Linked DNA regions of Triticum aestivum: region 2 is linked to region 1. The links are chromatin contacts, called in public Hi-C maps. All regions are on one chromosome and are shown on one strand. The core of a region is the stretch at or near the end of the contact, and the rest is flanking DNA. Distances in the headings are between cores, read along the strand shown. Region 1 holds the start of LOC123079264 (glutathione S-transferase 1). Region 2 holds the start of LOC123074785 (lamin-like protein).

Evidence for each region. A called contact is a pair of places that touch in the nucleus more often than the background predicts.
Region 2: a contact with region 1 is called in a Hi-C map of leaf, with 7 times the contacts expected there. The contact joins the promoter of LOC123074785 here to the promoter of LOC123079264 in region 1. A contact is called at or near these places in 2 of 5 Hi-C or Micro-C datasets (both in leaf).

Annotation. Positions count from the first base shown.
Region 1 is chr3D:415,792,001-415,799,662 of IWGSC CS RefSeq v2.1, forward strand. LOC123079264 (glutathione S-transferase 1) reads right to left here and starts at 5,023. Exons shown (of 3, transcript XM_044501996.1): 1 at 4,749-5,023; 2 at 4,085-4,133; 3 at 2,653-3,308. The coding sequence starts at 4,898. The coding sequence ends at 2,851. It overlaps LOC123074784 (PLASMODESMATA CALLOSE-BINDING PROTEIN 3), which reads right to left and starts at 1,159. Exons shown (of 4, transcript XM_044497536.1): 1 at 948-1,159; 2 at 586-828; 3 at 446-479; 4 at 1-338. The coding sequence starts at 1,008. The coding sequence ends at 86. LOC123079265 (LRR receptor kinase SERK2) reads right to left here. Exons shown (of 12, transcript XM_044501998.1): 11 at 7,378-7,662; 12 at 6,519-7,149. The coding sequence ends at 6,835.
Region 2 is chr3D:416,060,571-416,068,232 of IWGSC CS RefSeq v2.1, forward strand. LOC123074785 (lamin-like protein) reads right to left here and starts at 2,823. Exons shown (of 2, transcript XM_044497537.1): 1 at 2,606-2,823; 2 at 2,011-2,490. The coding sequence starts at 2,783. The coding sequence ends at 2,150. LOC123079266 (protein RETARDED ROOT GROWTH, mitochondrial) reads left to right here. Exons shown (of 7, transcript XM_044502000.1): 6 at 94-208; 7 at 295-880. The coding sequence ends at 432. It overlaps LOC123079267 (chorismate mutase 1, chloroplastic), which reads right to left. Exons shown (of 6, transcript XM_044502001.1): 2 at 6,959-7,178; 3 at 6,793-6,879; 4 at 6,294-6,437; 5 at 5,941-6,033; 6 at 5,263-5,816. The coding sequence ends at 5,580.

The sequences.
Region 1 (7,662 bases), core at 3,773-6,272:
CCACCAAAGCAACAACGCACTAGGAATTGGAGATGATTAAAAAGAATGCACTACGTTTCTCGCTGCTTCATGATCAACACCGCACCTAGAAAGCGAGGACGGAGGCCACGGCGACGCCGACGAGGCCACGGACGCCAGCGAAAGCGGCCGCAGCGGCAGCGACACCGCTGCTCTCGGGGCCTATGATGCTCGCCGTAGGGCCGGACGCGCTGCCGATCGGCGTGGTGAAGCTCCCTCCCATGCCGGGCGTAGCTGGGTTCGTCGAGCCCGGGGAAGACGAGTTGGTGCCGGCGCCGGAGCCTGTCCCTGTGCCGTTCCCGGTGCTCGTCCCAGCCGCACTGTGCAATTTACATAGGGAAAATACGTCAGCTCATCATGCAATGATAAATGTTTGGTAAGTACTACAGTACTCGTTATGATTTGCCCGGGTACAAGGGATTATTACCTTGCGGTTGCAGGGTACTTGCAGGTTCCCGAGCCTGCAGACGTTATGAACACACATGCATGGTGAGATCGATAGAACAAGAAACCAACATGCTGATGGATGGAGTCACGAGTGACAGGGTGAGAAGGCACGGTACGTACTGGGGTCGGCGGAGGAGAGGGTGGCGGTGCCGCCGAAGTCGCAGGTGGCGCCCTTGGTCTGGCTGCTCCTCTGGTAGTAGCTGTTGACCGCGTAGGAGCAGTGCGCCACCACCGAGTCGGGGCTGTGGCAGCTCCCTCCCGTGGCCACCGGCGCGCAGTCCGCGCCCTGCCCGCACGCGTAGTCCAGCGTCTCCTGCAGCGCCGTCTCGTTCGCGTCCGACCTGCACACGCACCACTCCGCCTCTGCACGGGCCGGAAACACACACACACACACACACACACGACACAACCGGCGTCACATACATGCAGCCACTCACCACCGCGCCACAACGGCGAAATCCACGTAAGTATATCTCACTCACCTGATCCCCTGATCGACACGGCCAGCAAGAGCAGCAGCAAGAACGCCGGACTCGCCATCATAACGATCGGCGAAGTGTTCGTGGAGGTTGGAGCTAGTGCGCGCTCTCTTCTGCTGGCTGGCTCCAGTGTTCGACGACGATAGCTGCTGGTGTGTGTGTGTGGCCGCGCTACGTACGCCAGAGAAGTAGTGCGGGGTGAGCTTTCCTTCGGCCATGTGCTTTATATCGGCAGCCGGGCGGCCACGTCCTTTTCCTCTCCTCTCCTTTCCGCTCTTTCCGACCATTCCGCTGGGTGTCGACTTTGGGCCGAGCTGCCATGCATGTTTCTTAGGCGCGAAGGTTTGCGCTCGATCGCGAGCCATGTCACACGGGACACCTGGCAGTTGATCCTGCGGGATGTTCTAGCTAGGCCGGGTATGCGAGCCACCGTCGCCCAAAGTAAAGGCAAGGAAGGTTGCAAAGTTGTGTGTGAGCTCTGTGGCATGTGCTGTGCTGTTCTTTTTTCGTAGTGGTAGTGCTTACCAGACCCAGAGGCCCCTTGTATTCTTTTCCGTGGAAAAAGAAGAAATGGCAAAGCTATATATCAATCATACTATGAAGGTATGATAGATACGTTCTTTTGTCAGAAAGAAAAAGAGACAATATATCTTACATATAGTCGGACTCGGTAGATATGAATTTATACCTCCAATGCTTTACTATTAGAGGGTGGAGCCAGGGGCAACCCCCCCTCCATTGAGCTCATGCATCGCCCTAATCTAGAGCTCACACCTCGTCCCGGCCTCAAGCATTCCTTGTATGCCATGTCAACACCTCGACGCCACAAATAGCACATGCCTTGTTACGGTGTCAAGCCTCTTCATCATGTGTCAACCCAATGTCAAGTGTAGGGATGCTCATGGCAAAGCTGTATCAATCATATGATGGTATGGTTGGTAGATTCCTTGGTGGAGGAAAAAAGGGACAATATTTCTTGCACATACTCGGTAGGTCTGACTTTATACCCCTGATGCTTTATCAGAGGGCGGAGACACGGGGCCGCCCCCTCCCCCTCACCCCGTCCATTGAGCTCGCACATCGCCTTGATCTAGAGCTCACACATCGTCCTGGCCTCTCATTCCTTGCTATGCCATCTCGACACAACAACGAGCTCATGCCTTGTTATGGTGTCAAACCTCTCTTCATATCACGCATCAACTGGACGTTAAACCTCATGCCTTGTTATGGTGTCAAACCTCATGCCAAAGAGCCCATGCCTTGTTATGGTGTCAAGTCTCTTCGCCGCGCATTTACTTGATGCCAAGTGTGGGAATGTTCATGGCAAACATATGTCAATCATATGATTGTGTGGTTGATAGATTATTTCGTGAAGATGAGAAAGGGTCAATATATCTTGCACATACTCAGAAAGTCTTAATTTTTAGCATGATGTTTTATCGTAGGGTGGAGGCAAGAGGCAGATTACCTGAACACAACACGCCTGTTGGGAGGTTGGTGGACTGATCTAACAGAAAAAAGGCAAAATCCAAGGAGAGAAAATGGAAGACTATTGTTGCGATGTATATCATGTGAAACATTTGGAAAGAGAGAAACTGAAGATTCTCTTGGCGCTTGCGCCGTTGTTCTGGTTTTCATTCTAGCACATGCAAGCCTCCATATCATCAATCATATGCAATCTTTTTTTAACACATGCAAAACCTCCCCATCATCAAACACATGCAAACCCTCCACATCATAGATTTTATTTTTTATCTTTTAGCAATAAATCATTTCACAGTTTATTGCTAAAAAGTCTCACAGCAACGCGTGGGGTGTTGTCTAATTATTACAACAACGCGCGCCTGGACACGACAAACGTCGGGAGACAGCCCGGCTTATTTCGTGGGCCGCGGCGAAAACTGTGCTAGACACTATTCTGAAAATACGGCTTCTTTAGTGCAGTGATCTTCTGGACGGACGGCCTCGCCATCAGGCCAGACCACCAGGCTTTCACATGCGGATACGCGTCGAACAAAGAAGCATAGGGTGTAGTCGCCAGACATGCGGTAGCAGACACATGGTTAAGGTCCGCGAGGCTGAGGAAGTCTCCAGCCAGGTACTTGCACTTGCTCAGTCGCGCCTCGTACACCTCCAGCACCTTCTTCAGTTTCACAAGGTTATCCTCAACAATTTTCTGGTCAGTGGCTCGCCCGAACATAGGACGGATGAGGCACTCGAGGATAACGGGCTCCAGTGCGGCGGTGTACTGATGGGCCTCCACCTCGAGCCACACATCTACCATTGCCGATTCCTTGAGGTTGCCCTGCTTCAACAGCTCCGGTTTGTTCTTGCGGCATGTGTACTTGCAAATAGCACGCGATTCTAACAAGAAAAGAAAAAACATAATCAGAGTTGTGATAATCAGCAACGGTAGTAACGCGATTCTAACATAAATTGTTCTAAAGCAAACATAAGTATATGCATTTGCCTCGAATCCTGGATAACTAAGACATGTGATTTTTCTTCTCTTTTCTGGTTAAGCTGATGTTTTGAGCATACTAGAATAGGTTGATGGCAATTCAGTACGTAGCAAATGCCATTTCATTCTAATAAGATTGTGGGTCATCGTTTATCCAAGAACGACCACGTCCCTTTCATAGAAATGATGTTGTGTTGTACTTCCCTATGATTTGGTCCTCCGCGATTAATTTGGTTTCTATAATGAGAAAAACATTTCATTATTTGCCTAGTGGAAATATTGTTTCACATAGCAACCAAGTCCCAAAATTTGTACTCCTTTTTTTTCTTTTGATGAAACAATGGGAGCCTGCTGCCAAAGTGACTACAACATCAAGGAAAACATACAAATAATAAAATCGAAAAGGAAAACAAGAGGGGGGCTCCTAATATAGTAACAGCTGACAATTTATACATAATTGATACTTTTTTGCATCACGCTATCTTAGACTGACAGCTTAGGTACCATTATATTTCAACGAAGGTGGAAAACTGGAAATGCCAACTTAGACACACTTTTGGGAAATAAGGCAGCAACATCAACAGCAAAGCAACAATAATGCTTAGAGCATCTTGTCCCTTTTAAGTTTATATTCACAATGGATGGAAAAGAGACACATCTCCAAGAGTTAGCATCATACCCCAGACGTAGAAGTCGCCATCCTGCAAAACCGGCATCTGACCAAAGGGCTGCAGAGGACCATATGAAGACAGTGAGGTTTTTGTCAATCGGATGTCACACCTCTAAAAAACAGGAATCATCAAATGCCACAGTTACATAACACTAAGATCGGTTGGTCAAACCTATATGAACAAGATAACATGCAAACATTTCCATTTTCTTGTACATGCTTCTTTTAGTATAGAACCACCGGTGAACAGACAGCCGCTAAACATACCCCGTAGTAGCAGACTAATTGTATGCATAGATACTTCGACATTCAAATTTATGGCTAATTGCGCATTCAACAAAACTGTAGCTACTAAAGGGATCGACAAAGCAGAGTGTGGAAAGATCTGCTCAAAAGGCAAAAAATGCTTAGAAGCCAAGTCTGAAATTTCGAATAGTACCACTATGGACCCTTAGGAACTAACGCTTGTTTTGATGACCAGTTGATTAGGTCTCCTGCTGAGATCATATGTTGCATGTGTTCGTTTCTGAAATTTTAGTCAGGGCTTCATAAGAACACCAAGCAGGCATGGGTTTCAGTCAAGTGCACCGGAAACGCACCGGAAACCCTTTTGAGACTAGAGTAGAAGCATATATGGAGGGCATTGCAAACTGAAGGCGGTAAGCATACGTACGTTCCTGGCGAGGTGGTCGGGGGTCTTGTGCTCGCCGGCGCCGAAGTCGATGGGCACGACGTCGTACTCGACGCCGGCCTCCTCCAGGGCCGCCACGCACCTCGTCACGTTCCACGACATGGTCATGCCGTACAGCTTCACCGGAGCCATGGCCACCCTGATCCCTGTTACGAGTTACGACCCGATCTGGAGGGTAGGTGAGAGGAGAGGAGAGCAGCTGAGGGAGGAGACGGCGGAGGTGAGAGGAGAGCACACGCTTCTCATTTCTTTTTAAACCTCAAGGTTTACACTTTACAGTTTACAACACAGCCACACACTTTTTCTTCTTCCTTTTTTCTTTTTTGAGAAGAACACAGCCACGCACTAGGCCGATCCCCCATTGGGCCACTCTCGGTCCCTCGTTACAAGCCCGACGGCCCACGGCCGCAAGAGGCAGCTCCCTTGCAATCTTAAGTCCGCTGCAGGTTCGGTACTCTGCACTGCAGGCGTGACAGTTGCCCCTCCTTAAGAGGAATCCCCCGTTCAAGATGGCCGCCGTCGGAGCATGTCATAGTCTTCCCATGTTGCGGTGTCAGCTGGCAGCGTATCCCATTGAAGACGAAGGCCCTGTTCTGTAATCACCCGCTCCCGGAATCTGCGGAGCGGGGAACTGCAACTCCGCCATTTTGAACTGCAGCTCCGCCAACTCCACTCTCGGAGTTGTGGAGCGGAGCGATACCGAACAGCGCCGAAGTTGGACGACCGGAGCGTTGTTCTTCTTTCGTCATGCGGCGGTCCAGGTGGCGACTGGTGTCAGCGAGGTCGAGAATGCGCAGCAGCTCCGAAAACACTGGCGCACAGTGATGGATGAAGGACTTGAGCCGTGAGACGTGGAAGACAGGGTGGATGCAGTTGCCTTGTGGAAGCTTCAGGCGGTAGGCCATCGTTCTGACACGCTCTTCGACCGCGAATGACCCGAAGTACTTGTACGCCAGCATGGGATGGAGATCGGCCTTCTTCTTGAAGGGGAAACTTGTTCTTCAATGTGAGACAGTGTTCAAGCTGCGGATCCTTCTTTATCACCGGGAGAAACAGAGCAGGGTATGGGCTCATGATGTGCACGATCACCCTGGTGCCTAGCATCTCGTTCACCTATCGTTCGGTCTTTTCCTCTTGTAAGGGCGAGTATCAATACATGTCATCCTCTTTTAAGGGCGAGTATCGATACAACCACGTGTTGATCGGTGTGGTGCCTTGCTCCGACGGTGCGACATGTCAACAACGCGTGGTCATACTGACGGCATGAGTGTCATCGGTTCAACGAAGAAGTCCGGGAGCATGGCCTGCATGGTGGGTGGAGGTGTGTTCCTCAGGTGTGTCGGCAGTAATGTGACAAGAGGTTTTTTTTAGAAAAGACCATCATGACTAGCTTTATTAATCACACGATAAAAATACTGTCTATGAACTTACTAACCAAGACAATCTGGTGGCTCATTTGTCCAAACACTAGAAAAGTGATTACAAAAACTGTAATTAGCTATCGCATGTGTCGCTTGATTAGCCGAACAATAACAATATTCAAATTTGATCTTCCCCATGGTTGAAACTACGGGTTTATTAGATACATGTCACTCCAATTATGGTGACACCCAGCAAAGATAGCCACGCCTGCATCCCACCATCTCGTTTGCCCAGTACAAAAGTTATTGCTGCTGTAGCCTGTAGGTGTGCTCGGCCCTGGAGCAAAGCAAGATGCGCGGCAGCAGAACCAACTCCATATGGAGCCACGCATGAAGGGTCGGCAAATGGCTATGCAAAACAAATCGATTTACATACACTAAGCACGTGCTGCCTCGCCAAGCAGAAGGTGCATATAAAAGTTTCAACTTTCATTTCAAGCCACCCCAGCGGCAGCACCTGCATATCTACTCCTCTTTTTTGCCTGTCCAGTCCAGAGCTAACGCCCCGGCACAAAAACCAAGGTTTCGTGGAGGCAACACGAATATACAGTCAGCAACATTGACTTACGACAACATCACAATATACAAGACTCCGACCCTGCTACGAAGAATGGCATTATTACCAACAGCGAGCAGTCTGACGCCGGTTATCTGCCGGCGGACAGTTCGATGGCGTCCTGGTTGTAGATGGAGTCTTCGCCCCAGTCGAACCGCTGCTGCATCCGCTCGTAGTCCTCCCTCCTCGTCACCTCCACCTGCTGCCACTCCTCCCACCGCTCCGCCAGGCCTTCCCCTTCCAGCATCCTTACCACCTCCGACATGGAGGGCCGGTCCTCGGGCGACCCCTGGGTGCACAGCAGCGCGATCTGCATCATCATCTCCACCTCCTGCCTGTCGAAGCTGTTGTTCAGGTTGCGATCCACGATGGCGTCTAGATTCCCTTCTCTTTGTAGCTTCTTCACCTGCACATTTGCGGCACGAACATTATGCTTTAGATCATATGCTGCGGCATCCAGGATTTATTTTAACTAGTGTCGTGTAGTGCTACTCTACCAAGAATGCATGTCTTTTTGTTCAACTAGTGCGAGTCTCTTAAGTTGTTGTCCATAGAGTTCTTCATACACAAAGCTTACTCCGTAGCAGCTTGAATCAATCAAGTTTAGATGGGGTGGGAAGTGGAGTTGACTTACATGATCAAGTAACAGCACGTCATCTTCTTCCTCCAGACGTGAAAAGTCAATGGCGCGCTGCCCGGTGACCACTTCAAGAAGCATTATACCATAGCCGAAAACATCTGTTCTCTCAGATGACTTCCCTGTGGACAGATATTCTGGTGCAATGTGACCCATAGTCCCTCGGACTTGAGTGGTCACAGATGTCTTCTGTACATCCACCAACTTTGCCAAGCCAAAGTCGCCCACAACTGGTTCGAAACCTTCATCAAGCAAGACATTCGCGGCCTTGACATCACGGTG
Region 2 (7,662 bases), core at 1,573-4,072, 270 kb after region 1:
AAAAGAGACTTTGTTAATCTGTACTTAAATGCATAACATGGATGCTAGAATCTTCTTTTTCATCGTAATATGAACAACATGATTTTTTTATAGGTCAGAAATTGCTTGGAAAAATGCAAATTATGCACAAATTCTGGAGTATCTTCGGGAAGAATATGAACTGAATCAACGTTTTGGAAGCCTAGACTTCAAGCTGAAATTTGTGGAGGTATTGTGTTTGTTCTTCTTTAGTGCAATAGCCGATTTCATCCATCCTATTTCTCATTTTCACTTACAATTTATTGTTGGTAACAGCACAATGTTCATTTTCTTCAAGAAGTGCTCCAAAATAGACGATCGAATTTTCTGGAGTGGGGTGTCATAATTCTGCTGGCTATTGAGATTGTGATCTCACTATACGAAATTATCAAGGATTCCAGCATGATGTCTTGAGCACTCTCACTCATTGGCCCATAGCTCATCTGTCATCACCTACTGCTATATTAATTACATTCTCCTCTTTCTGTCGCCATTCCCTACTGATCTCTAACCTCAGTTGAAAGCAGCTGGACTAGGCTATGTTCCCTTCAGGCACTCTCTGATTGCCCTGGTATTGCCTAGAGTGCATTTTTGGGTTTTATCCTTTTGTCTCGAGGAAATTTTATAGGTCAGAAAATTAGTTCCTTCACTCTCCAATGACCTAATTGACCAGCAACATCCAGGGCGTTGGTGCTTGGTAAACCTTTTTAGTTTTCCAGAGGTGTTCTTATTAGATGCTCTCTTTTCAACAACAATGCTGGCAGGGTTCAGTTATATTATTTTAGGCTTATGTTAGGTTCTGTCCTTTTGGTGACAAAAAAAAGGCTCACCATTACTCAATGGCATTTTGAATTACTTTGCACTAGTATTTCTCACATTTAGTATCAGAAATACCTTGAGATGAATTTCCCTGTGTTCCAGCAGTAGTTTATATGGTTCTGAAATGTTAGGGTTTTCGTTACCATGGGTATTCGACCTGATAATGGTGCATGCTAAATCAGTGCTTCAAATCCCTGGTTTCTGCAGGTGTCAATATGTACCCATGGGTAGTCGCAAAAGGATTTAAAAGTAACTAAATATACCTAGGGTTCCTTTAGACAATTTTTCTATTTACTGACCAAGAAATTCAAAGGTGCACCCAGGAAAATGTAATGTCACGAATGGCAAAAAATTCTGAGAAAACATTACGTACGTACATGACCAATTCCTTTCTGGACTCGTCTCAAAAAAGAAAAGAAAAATCCTTTCTGTGCTTGTAAAATTTCTTGGAAAAAGCCAAACTTTTGCTCCATGTGCAAAAGCAACAGATCTATTGTTCATTTTTTAGAGTATAGAGATAGAGATATGTTTCCTTCCTCCTGGGACACAGAAATGTTTTTAATGAAATTTTTAAGAAAATGAGGTTTTGAGGGTGTCGATGCAGGGAGAAGACACGCACATAAATGTAATCTCACAATTAATACCTTCCATAGATAGCCAACACGAAGAATTAGGAAATGAAATGACGAGCAAACAGAGCACGGCATTAGGAAAAGTGACAAGACTGCCGCACTTGGGTTCTCGTGTCACTCGAGCTGTCAAATTCCTGCTAGTATCTAAAATAAACCTTGCCTCAAAAAGAAAATCTAAAATCAACCGCAGGAGGGTTCGCTCACATCGTGCCTCGTGTCTCTTGCCATTTGCTTCACGATTACTGTATTGTTTTTTGTTTTGCGGGTGATTACTGTATTGTTTTTTGGGTGAAGTTTACTCACACCGCACAGATTGTAAAGAGTTATGAGCACCACCAATCTCACTTTTTTCGCCAGTCCCTTTAAGACACTAACACATTTCCATCAGTTATCACAAACCTGAGGGAACTTCTTTTCTCAAAAAAAAAATGCTTATAATCTTTTCTTCTTCTTGTTCACGATTTGCAGCCTGTGCTATATTTGTCTCAGCACTTGCGTGTGCGCATCATTACCAAAATGCCGGAACAAAACTTGCAGGAAATACGCAAACTTCCAAAGCACGCTTTCTTTATCAGTAAGTACCTTCCATACACGGCCACACAGTGGCGCTAAAGGCCTGGACGGCCCATACTCGAAAAGACCCATTGGTCCCTTCCCTCTCCGCTCACACACGGTCACGCTCACACCGCAAACGGCAAACCCAGAACCGCCGCGCAGAGCGAGGCCGCGGCGGCGGCGACGGCCCACGAGACGACGCCGTGGCGCGCGGCCGCGTTGGGCGACGGCGCCGCGGCGTGCGGCGGCTGCGCGGGGCTGTCCTCGACGAGCACGGTGACCTTCATGCCGCTCCAGCAGTAGCCGCGGCTGCAGATGAAGTAGTAGCGGCCCGTGTAGTTGAGCTGGAACACGAAGCCGCGGCCGCGGTCGTAGCTGACGAGGGGGTTGCTCGGGTCGCACTTGTCGTACGCCGTCTGGTTCGCCACCTGCACCACGTCGTACATGCCCTTGGCGTAGTTGAACTCTGCAGCAGCATACGCGCGTATGTGCACGATCGGATCAGTTGGCCGGGACGGGAAATGGTAGATCGATCGATCGAGAAGACGGTGGAAAGTATGGAGGAGGAGAGGGGTGCTTACGGAGCCAGTCGCCGACGTGGAAGTGGTACTGGTCGGGCCAGGTGGTGTAGTTGACGTTGGGGGCCCAGTTCTTCTTGTCGCCGACGACGAACTTCTCCGCGGCGGAGGGGAGCGGCGCCGCCGCGAGGAGGAGGAACGTCGCGAGGAGGAGGAGGGGGAGATTGGGCGTGACGGCCATTTTTTGGAGGCGGAGGAGGAAGGGGTGGAATGCGTGAAGCCGGGAGGGTATTTATGGAGCCGCGTGGACCGGGCCGGGAATTCGCGAACAAGCGGCCAGCACACGGTAACAAACATATGGCACATTACACGCGTGTGTTGCGGCCGCGGGGTACACCGTCCTGCGCGGTGAGAGCGCATGGCGCACGGATCCGGCTTGCCTGCTCCCTCTCCATGCTCCCATCCGTGCTCCCACTTTATCCTACGGCTGTTCTTTTCCTTTTTTCTTTTCTAATCTAATCATCTCCCCCCCTGATTTTCAGGGGTGGGGCCGGGCCTTATTTTTTTCCAATCAAATCAAGCCACGTATGCGGGAGCACGGATGGGAGCATGGGAAGGGAGCAGGCAAGTCTCGTCCATGGCGCACGACGCGGCAGCGGAGACGTAGCTGGAGGAGTTCGTCTCCGGTAGAATGGACTTTGCGGTGACTGCTACACGGGGCCTTTTATTAAAATTTCTACCGTTTGTTTGCAGTTGTGCCGAAGCGAACGGCACCTTGTTGAAGGATGAAGAGGAGCCGATGGATGGACATGGCCGTAGGCTTTGCAAAGGGGCCTGATACCGGCGGCCCAACGCTGCGGTGAAGCAACGGAAGGCTTGTTTTTTTCTTTTCTAAAGAGCACCAACTGAAACACGTTCGCTCTAGGCCTCTTTCTATATTGGGCGTCCAGAATGCACGGGAGCTGATAGCTATAACTGTGTGGTATTTATGATGGAATAGACGCGAGCTGGTTCATGAGGAAAAGTCTCAAGAGGCGTACCAAACGTTCATGGGATCCGTGCTATAATAGGAAACTATGTAAATGCCCACTCACCTAATGCAAGTAGAAAAATTGAAGGATGGGGTAGACTTTCCTATGGGATTTGTTAAGCTAAATGTGGATACTTCTTTTGATCATGATTTGCTAAGAGGCACAACGGGTGCTGCCCTCAGGGATAACAAAGAAAATTTCATTGTTGGCGGAAATTGAAAGATTGAGTGGTGTACTGATGTTCTGACAGCGGAAGCATTAGCGCTTAGGTTTGGTTTATTGCTGGCACAAAAGGCGGGCTGCAATATTCTCGTTATCAACTCTGATAACATGGAAGTCATCGACAAAATGAAGAACGAAGGACATTTTGCAGGACGGCGACAGTTTTTTATGATTGCTATTTTATGGCTTGTGATTTTTCTCTTACTAGTTTTGAACATTGTAATAGGTAAGCAAATAAAGTAGCTCATGAGCTTGTTAGACTAGCAAAATGTTCACTGACAAGAGATTGGTTCGAGGAGCCTATAATAAATATTGTACCTCTTCTTAGATGATGTAATCATTGTTTCTAATCAGTAAAGTTGTTGTTTCTTTAATAAAAAACGATTGCAGCACCTCTGAGAGCAACACTAGCATATCCCCCCTTCCCTTTGCAAATCAACGCAGCCTCCCTCGTGCATCGGTTCCAAAGACGCACATATAGGACCGATGTTGTGCCAAAACTCGGAGGTTTAATGTTTAATAATCCACACTAGTCTTGATTGCGGCGGATCTGGTGCTTGGCCTCGACGACATCGACGGCTAACATTAGCTCCAAAATTTGACTAGGATGTGGATGATCCCCGCCGACACGCCACAATGATAAAGGCCTTGCGCTCGGCAGGCTTCTTCATCAGCTCACAACACCCTTCTGGTCTATGGTTTTTCTTTGAATTCGGCGACGGTTAGCGGCAATGATGGTAGTTGAGAGAAATTCTATGGTCTTGAATGTAATTTTATTTTTTTGGAGGGGTTTTGCGCAAAATTCTGCAAACACATGTTCTCCCTCGGTCTTTCTGGCCAGTTCCGTGTGTGGGCGTATCACTATATTTGTGATTGATGAAACACGCGGAAGTCCTAACAAAACTAGCATATTCGCCAAAATTCCCTTAAAAGAACAGATTTCTTGAAATTACCCAGACTCGATACTCGATAATAACCACTGATATGGAGCATACTGCAAAAATCAGCCCTATGGGATTCACTAGATACATCTTCATTGCTATATACTTCCTCCGTTCCTAAATATAAATCTTTGTAGAGATTTCACTATGGACCACATACGGATGTATATAGATGTATTTTAGAGTATAGATTCACTCATTTTGCTCCGTATGTGGTCCATAGTGAAATCTCTAAGACTTACATTTAGGAACGGAGGGAGTATTTTGGAGGGTGTTCCATATGCCTCCTTCACCTCCGGCCTACATATTTAGAGTCACAAAGACAACTTAGAGCAAAAATGCTAACAAGTCACAAACACTCCGTAAAACCTCCATGCTCACTTGCGCTGCCGCCCAGCTCTCTAACCCCCACCAGGTGGGTCCCACACCGCAGGCAAAGTAGGCAGAACATGTTATGCTGAATTTGATTTCGCTCAACTCAAAAATAAAAAAATAAACTGATTTTGCCGCCAACCTCTCTACAAACTTGACCGATCGTCCTTAAAACCATTATACAGGCTGAGGTTTTACAGAATCAGCAAGAGCTGCTCTAAGATTCAAAGCTTTGCAAAACACCAACAGCAATAGAAATGATCATATGCCACAGTCCCACCGCACGGTGGCTCCTCTTGCTCTTGTGATACAAAAATCTATATAGATGAAACAATAAACGTCTCAAATATGTTCTTCCAAGTTGAGTCCCAATATGAATGTGCCTATGGCCGTTTCCTGCCCCGTTTATTCTTTGATGACGCGAGAAAATCGGACGACAGAGCAGGCACTGCACTGCACATTTGTGAGCGCTCAGTCCAGCCTCCTTAGCAAGTATGCTACCTGGACGTCCTTGGTTAGCGGCATGATCCTGTTGCCGTACAGTCCAGCGACCAGGCTGGGCCTGATCTTGTACACAGGCGCCATGCCCTTGGCTTCAGCTCCTATGTTCACCTCCTGTCCAAATATCTTGGCCTTGGTTTCCACCCGATGTTCGATGGCACGCTCAACCGTCTCGTAGGTGAGGAGCTGCATTAGTTGAGCGCCGTCCTGCAATGGCCGCCCGACAAATTGGTTGTTTCCACAATGGGATCAAATTGCAGTCCATTTGAAACAATGTAAGCGGAAGAGAAGTATGACAGCGTTACCCCTCATTGTAACATAGAGCACTGACCTGAGCTTTTATTGCAGGAGTGTAATCTTCAGGGGACTCTTGAAACTTGGCCTCTGCCACAAACTTTCCATAGTGGATTCTCTTAGAGAGTGCCTGAATTACAGAACAGTGGTGGAAAAGACAGATGAGCAAAATGTACTTCACAAAGAAATGCTTAGTTGCAGGAACCTCTAGTGAACCTCAGCTTAGTCATATGGAAATGAGATACAATAAAATTATGACAGCACAAAATCTTGCAAACATTGGTAGTGACAAGGCTTATTTTCAGTGAATGAAAGTTGTGGCATAGTAAAAATGATTTACAACAATTAGCTGTTCGACTCAAAGACCAGCAGTATTGATCTAGTTAGTACCTGCAAGCAGGTCGTGTCGCAAAGAGCACTGGATCCAGAATTTCCATCACTTCCTTCCTTCACTAGCCTTGGAAGAACTTCATCAAAGTACATTTTCCAAATCTCTTTGTTGATATTAATGGAATCAGCAATAGGATGCAGAACCTATGAAAATAATAAAGACAACATAAGAATCCATCCAAAATTGCATCAACAAGAACAACACAGTAATCTACTAGAAATATGAGTCTTTCAATAGATGATAGTATTCCACAATCAATATCGACAGATTTTCAGGCTCCAGATGGATAATCAGAGCTTCTAATGAAACTGAAATGAATGCTAGTTGCTAACAAGTAACAATGGAAAACAGAAGCACAGTATTGTTCAATCGTTCATGCACCGATGTCAAAACCCTGATATGTTAGTTGGCAATTGCAGGACCATGTTTTCCTACATTGACAAAAAGATATCTACAGGCCTACAAGGGCACCCAAAAAAAACTTGAAATGTGCATTACCGTTGGATACTGGATAGGCGGCAACAGTGTCTCAGGCAGATCTTCTGGAAAGAATGGGTGCTCATCTGGGCTCTTGTATCTCCCAACCTACATAAGAAAGATCAGCATATGTATTTTCCAGGCAATGCCATGATCAATTATATTTCTAATTGCAAGGATGCTCCACCTTTGCATGTAGCTTTTCAGTTTCTCTAACCATGAATTCAACCAAAGAGCCACCAAATCCATCCACATGGAAAGAATCGCTATCATATGTATCAGCATTGTAACAATACTGTGCTCTCTCCAAGAGACCGAATATGATGCTGTCTTCTAGTCTAATCAACGAGGTTCTGATACTGTCCAAAGTCAGTATTTGACTTTGATCTATCCTCTGTTTCTCCACCCTAGAAGAAGTGCCATTAAGAAAAATTATTATCAGTTCCTTGCAGTATAACAAAAAACAATTTTGTGCAGAAGCATCATAGCTATAAGTCAGAGTTATCAGAACCAGGTCAATCCATTCATAGTGCTATAATTCAATGCTCTGCTCAAGGTTGCACTTGCACATACGTTTGCAGAAAGTCTCACCACAATTAGGTGAGCCTTAGTCACTAAGACAATACAAGCAGGCCTTAGTTATCAGAACTATAAGTCAAAGTTATCAGAACCAGGTTAATCCATTCATAGTGCTATAATTCAATGCTCTGCTCAAGGTTGCACTTGCACACACGTTTGCAGAAAGTCTCACCACAATTAGGTGAGCCTTAGTCACTAAGACATTACAGGCATGCCCTAGTCAAAGTTAATCATTCACCATTTTTTGGTCTTTCAGTATGACTTGAAGACATGTGGTCAAGTCATCAAATATTAATGAACTATTTTGGTGGA